Linked DNA regions of Danio rerio: region 1 is linked to region 2. The links are chromatin contacts, called in public HiCAR-type maps. All regions are on one chromosome and are shown on one strand. The core of a region is the stretch at or near the end of the contact, and the rest is flanking DNA. Distances in the headings are between cores, read along the strand shown. Region 1 holds the start of tmem263 (transmembrane protein 263). Region 2 holds the start of mterf2 (mitochondrial transcription termination factor 2).

Evidence for each region. HiCAR-type assays count read pairs that join an accessible place to other places.
Region 1: a contact with region 2 is called in a HiCAR-type map of caudal fin, with 4 times the contacts expected there. The contact joins the promoter of tmem263 here to the promoter of mterf2 in region 2. A contact is called at or near these places in 1 of 18 Hi-C or Micro-C datasets (caudal fin) and 1 of 4 datasets of contacts at active chromatin or transcription factors (caudal fin).

The regions. Positions count from the first base shown.
Region 1 is chr18:16,621,538-16,624,896 of GRCz12tu, forward strand. It overlaps tmem263 (transmembrane protein 263), which reads right to left and starts at 1,983. Exons shown (of 3, transcript NM_213141.1): 1 at 1,776-1,983.
Region 2 is chr18:16,509,108-16,512,353 of GRCz12tu, forward strand. It overlaps mterf2 (mitochondrial transcription termination factor 2), which reads right to left and starts at 1,281. Exons shown (of 2, transcript NM_001044828.2): 1 at 1,232-1,281.

The DNA of each region.
Region 1 (3,359 bases), core at 733-3,232, 110 kb after region 2:
TAGCACTTCGGTGAAAGAGATGGCTGTGTGTCAAGCCAAACTGGTAAATACACGTAACTGTTAAAGTAGTGAGCTCTCTAGAGATGGTTACACAGTGGACAAGAGCTGTCTAGGACAACACACTAGGTATCGCACACATATGTTACATAAAGTTCACATCAGCAGTCCAAAAGCAGTAATAGAACCACCAATCTAATTTAAACTCAGGATTTGAACAAAGTTGTGTTAGTTTAAAGTGAATGAAAACAATTTCTACAATATTTGAGCTCTCTGTATGAAGCAAATAGACTTTTAAAAAGTTAAAAAAGAAAAGAAAAAAAAATCAGCATCCTGCCACTTTAGCTCTCAAACACAAATTTATGACAATGTTTAAACCTACATAGTCTTGATCAGGTCACAGTGTAGGCTGAAATATTTTCATATTAAATTTGTTTTTGAGAGCTAAAGTGGCAGGGTGCCGATTTTCTTACTTTTTCAACTGTGTCTGGCTTGATCGAGCACCTGCCTTTAGGAATTATTTGGATGAGCACACAATGATGTTTTAGAGCATATAGACTTTGAGCCACAGAAAAACAAATGTTTATTTTACGATATAATAAAAAAGTAACATACACAATCTTAAAACTTAGTGTTTCGTTAAGTCATTAGGTACATGAACAATAATATGTGATAAATATAATACCAGCAAACAAAGAACTTTGCCTAAACATTCCCATATGGTTTCCTTTTAGTTCTCATTTGGGCAGCATTGAAACTGAGGTAAAGTTGGTTTTATATTCGCACATTTGTTCATTTTAATGTTCCTATATTGTCTATACGCTAATTTTAATATCACATTAAAGTATGACTTCAAAACAACATTAGCACTATTTAATTCACTGTGAACAGTGTTAATAAGTTAGTCATTGGCTGCTAATATGATTTCCCCATTTAGAACTTTTCAAATAATACTCATATTATAAGGGAGGAAGTCCAAATGTGCAAATTTAAACCAACTTTACCTCAATATGTTTGGGAAACAAATAAGAACATTCTCTGAAGACCTTAACCTTTACAGAACAGAATTGCAGGCAGGGATTTCTTTTTTATTTTAAGCAATAACTTAAATTAAACTTACAAGAACATTCCAGAAGCATGCTCCTCACCTACAGGCAATGTTATCATTAAGCTTAACCTCCTAGCAAACCAACAGAGAATTTACTAGAAATGTTTAGCTGGGATGTAAGCTAATTCTGATTGCCATACATTTGTCAGCTCAGGTTGTAGTTACATTGAGAATCGCTCGGAGTCGGAATGATTCGGGAATCGTTGAAAAAAGTTAAAAGATTCGTTGAAAATGACTCGAAAGAATGACTCTTGAATCGAACTTCAATGTATAACCATTGCTGTTTCTTGAAATTGAATCTTACGTGGCGCTTTTGTGATAACTTAGGCATTTTACTTTATTTTACACTAAAACTGTAGGTTTAGGTTGAGAAACAATTTGTCAAGAAATTGTATACCCTTAGTCACATAATGAAGATGCCAATATGTTATGTGGAGAAACTTTTGACAGGTAAAAGTAGCAGAAACAAATCTATATTTGAAGAAAGAGACAAAAACAGGGCGGCAGCGAATCAAACAACAGTTAAATGACGTTAGGTAAGAGATGCATTACAATCCAGCCATTGTCTATCAAGTCGATAAAGCTCATCGTAAAATATCATATGAAACATCAACAGACCTCGAATAACATGCAAACGAAAAACTTTGCCAGCTGTGCTGTAAATACTTACTGTGTCTGAAGTCTGTTACTTTAAACTTGAGCAAATCAAGCTGAAAACTTTTGTCTCCACCCCTTGTTTGTTACCAAAAAGTGCTGTTGCTTTCGGCGATTCTTAATGGCACACGCTAAAATAACGATGGATATGAGACCTGACGACACTTTTCTTTTAAAGACCTATCTTTGCATAATGTGTACGTGGCGTCCTAGCTGTTTTTAACCACGTACTAGTGTGGACACATCGGAGAGGAAGTGACGTTTCTGGTTCTTACCCTCCGCTGTGTGATGTGACTTCACTATATTTGCCAGTGTGGAGTGGAGGCCTTCCATAAGAAGATGATATGAAGCGTCTTTCTGTGCTGATGTGTCCATGCTTTTACTACCGAGATCAACTAACTTGTCCTTGTGAGACAGAGCCTATATATGTGGATTTATTTATTGCTAAATTAATAACTGAAAGTGTAACCTGATGCTGCACTGAACTGAGTGAACTTGAAGGAATTTTTCTGCAGGGCTTGTGAATTTTTTTCACAAGTAGTTACACCTGCATATTGCTTTGTGCTGTGTTGCAATGCTAAATGAAAGTCCATAAACTAATGCTCTGAAACAGGCCTGTAGCCAGAGGGGTTTCGGGTGGTTCGGAAAACCCACCCACCTTCTGATAAAGTCCAGAATTTGGCCCCATATAAGCTAATTTGTCCCATTTTTAACAGTATGTCATCATAAATTTTGAAAATAACCAATTGAAGATGTCTTTAAGAAGAATAATCTCACTGTAAAAAATCCTTGTTGCCTTAAATTTTTAATATATATTTATATATAACCCCAGGCCCGTAGCCAGCCTGGTGAAAAGGGTTGGTTCTTTTTTCTCAAAAAACTGGACCTTTTTGCAGTTATTCACCTTATTTTCTTTTTAATTATGAGGTATAATTACTGCGTTTTAGTGACATTTTTAGCACTATTTTTAGCTGGATTAGCCTGTCAGATGGTCATCATTGCCACACTTTTTGAGGTACCAAAAACTTTTGCTTAATATTTAGAAATATGAAAAATTATTATTTAAAAAAATACAAATTTATTACATCATATATCATCTGGAAAAAATGAGTCTGTTAAAGTTTAAAATAAAATAAAAACTGTAGCCTATTGTCATTTATTGGGCAAATAACAAACTGGCCAGCACATTCAACTTTCCTCAGTCAGAATTTGGCCATCTGAATAATAAAGAATTAAAAGATTCCTTCATTTTCTTTTCGGCTTAGTCCCTTCATTAATCTGGGGTCGCCACAGCGGAATAAAACGTTATCCAGCATATGTTTCACTCAGCGGATGCCCTTCCAGCTGCAACCCATCACTGGGAAAATTAAAACATTAATATTAATAATGCAGAGCTTCTTGATTTTTCTAGTCTTTTTTGTTAAAATAGTATATTTTAAAAGTTCATGGATAACAGAAATAGTTTAATTAGTAATAACTTTAACATGAGATGCTTTTGTATAAATAAAAGTTTCCTGTTCTAAAGATGACTTTATACGTCAAATTCTCCGTTATTTTATTTTATTTTATTTTTTTGCACAACTGGACATTGGACTATAAT
Region 2 (3,246 bases), core at 31-2,530:
TTGATTAAGGGGGGCTAATAATATTGACCTTAAAATAGGTTTAAAAATATTTAAACCTGCTTTTATTCCAATATTAAAACAAATACGACTTTCTCCAGAAGAAATATTATGGAAAATACTGTGAAAATTCCTTGCTCTGTTAAACATCATTTGGAAAATATTTATTACAAAAAAAAATTTCACTGAAGGGCAAATAATTTTGACTTCAACTGATAATCGTTTTGAATAATTGTGGTAACAATTATGACCAAAATAATCGTGATTATGATTTTTCCTATAATCGAACAGCCCTATGAGAAAATTTTCATTCACTAAAATTACAGCTCATTCTTTTTACATCAGAAAGTTTGTCATGAGTAAAATTAGATAAAAATGTGATTTTCCACGCTTGTTGTAAAGGTACATTAAGCCACGTTAAGGTTTTTTCTAATGATAGACTTCAATGGGAAGAAAACGCTTAGCGTGATGTTTTTCACTCTATATGTGAAATTGGGACTCATACTTTAAGTAGCTGGGTTAATTACAAGTAAAGTTTGACAGAATTTGGGTTTCTCTGGTTAATGTGTAGGTACATTAAGTCATGTTAAAACTTTTTTCACGTTAAGCATTTTAGAACGTCTCTCCAAATTAAATGATTGGCAGTGGATATTACTAATACAAAAATTTAAGAAAGGTTTCAGCACTAAATAAAAACAAAATAGTTTTGATAAATTTCTTGTTTGGAAAAGCTAAAACGATCATTTGGCTAACAAGAAAGAATAAAGCAATGCTAAGTGGAGGCACTGATCCCTTACAAATGTTTAAAGCTCTGGTTAAAAGTAGTTTAATGATGTAGTATAAGTATTATGAATTTTTTTTTTTTTTTTTTTTGTGGGGATTTGAAAACATACTATGTCAACCCAGTGAAGAAGGAGGGTTTAATATTGTTTTAAAGAGGAGAGAGTGATTTTTATCTGGATCGTGTAATGATATGAATGTATAATTGTTTTTCTAATTAGAAGAAGTTCGAAGGTCTGTCTCTCTCTCGCATACCGTACACACTTCTAACAATGTTAATGTACAGTAACGTTATGTCAACCTGATGAGACCCCATAAGGGGAGTTGGTTCTTTTTCAAAACAGAAGACGTGACATCGCTATAAGTAACAGCACGTTTCTTGCAGCTGCTTGCATTTATTAGTCGGTAATAATATCATAACTGACACATATTAATAAGACAAACTGACCAATACCTGTCCTCTGCAGTTACAGCGGTCACGTAACACGAGACTGTAGACATAACAACGACACCTTCTTGTTCTTGTGATGACAGCCATGCAGTCCGAGCAAAACAGCGCCACTCTCCGTACAGGATGAAACTTTTCAGATTTACAGATTTTGAGAAGGAAATAATGCTGCAGGAAATAAGATATGACCACTCGCTTACTTAAAACCGTAAAACTGGCTTTAATACAATATGAACATGTATGAATGGCATCCAAAATATTCCAAGCAAAGAGTTAACATTCTGCTGGCTATTTTTGACTGAAACTACATGGGGACTGTCTTTTAACCACATGAAAACAAATGAAGTACCTTAAAACGGCTGTGGTTTCTATAATGAGCACAGAGAGCAATTAGTTTGAAGGGCAGTGGATAGTGAGTCACAGTTGGAGTTTAATCACAATGCTGGATCATTCCTGCCTCCTCAAACTGTTCGCTCAGCCCACCCTCGAGGACTCCACAATCTGGAGACTCACACAGAGATCTGCCTTCACAGATCAGCCCCCAATGACTACATGTATGAGCTACCTGTACAAGACACAGCTTAAAACAGCCATTGTTCTTTGTTTGAAAACTAAAAACTTTTTTATTTTAAATAAAGGGTGTTGAAATCTTCTTGACCAGTGGTTCTCAAACTGTGGTACGTGTACCACTAGTGGTACACAGGCTTCCTTCTAGTGGTACACGGAGGAATGAAATATGCCTTGTACATGCTATACACATTTCAAAATTTATCAAAAATGATGTATATAGTCTGCTATATATGAAATATAGCCTATATATCCGAGGTAATCTGCAACGTTTTTTAACTTTGCAAAGTTGTAGCTGCTTTACTGGGCCTACTACGCTACTGTATTTCAATACTGCTAATTTTGGTGGTACTTGGAGAGACAGTTTTTTTCTGAGGTGGTACTTGATGAAAAAAATTTGAGAACCACTGTTCTAGACATCTCTGAAACTTTTTTGGGGGGAATACTGGTTACATTCATTCATATTTCTCCGGCTTTGTTCAGGCCCGGATTGGCTAATCGGGAGAACCGAGAGAATTCCCGAGGGACAGGTCCGTTTTTTGGCCGCGAGGGCCGGTGTCCCTAGCTGCTTGCACTCTCAGCAGTCACACTTTTTTCATTTATTTATTTATTTGACTATAGCCTTACTCTTTTTATTCATTGTTTCGCCACAGCTCCGCTCTTTTCATTTATTTTCACGCAGCCTGTGAGCAAAATGCAGCCTGCAGGTTAATGATGATGTATCATCTGACCCCAAATAGCAGCACCTTAGTGAATATAAGAATTAAAATAATTAATATTAATGAATATTACACTTGCTCATTGAAAATCAGATGTTTCACTACATTAATAAATCTCACGAAACAGTAGTCAGCACATTGCGTTACGACGCCGCCGACCCGAGTTCAAACCTGGCCTGAGAAATTTAATTTTTTTCAGTTTTATTGTTACGACATGTAATTCTGTTTTGGGTTACTTATGTAGGTGTAGCCTACATGTTTTATTTAAATTTTATGAGCGACCACTGTTACAAAAGACTGGATATCTATAAAGGATTTAGCACAGAATTTATATTCAGGTATTGCACTGAGGTGGGCCAGTCTAAGGCTTGAAACTCCAGGGCTGAAAAGGAGTCCCACTCCGGCCCTGGCTTTGTTACTGATTTATCAGGGGTCGCCACAGACAAATTTAAATGATAGGATGATATTAATAGAACGAGGGGCGACTTGATGGCTCAGCCCTGTCGCCTCACAGCAAGAAGGTCGCTGGTTCGGGTCCTGGCTGGGTCAGTTGGCATTTCAGTGTGGAGTTTGCATGTTCTCCCCATGTATGTGAGGGTTTTTTTCCGGGTGCTCTGGTTTCCCCCACAGTCCAAAGACATGCATTATAGGTGAATTAAGTAAACTATATTGGTCGTATATGTATGCATGTAAGAGTGTGTGGGTGTTTCCCAGTCTTAGGTTACAACTGGAAGG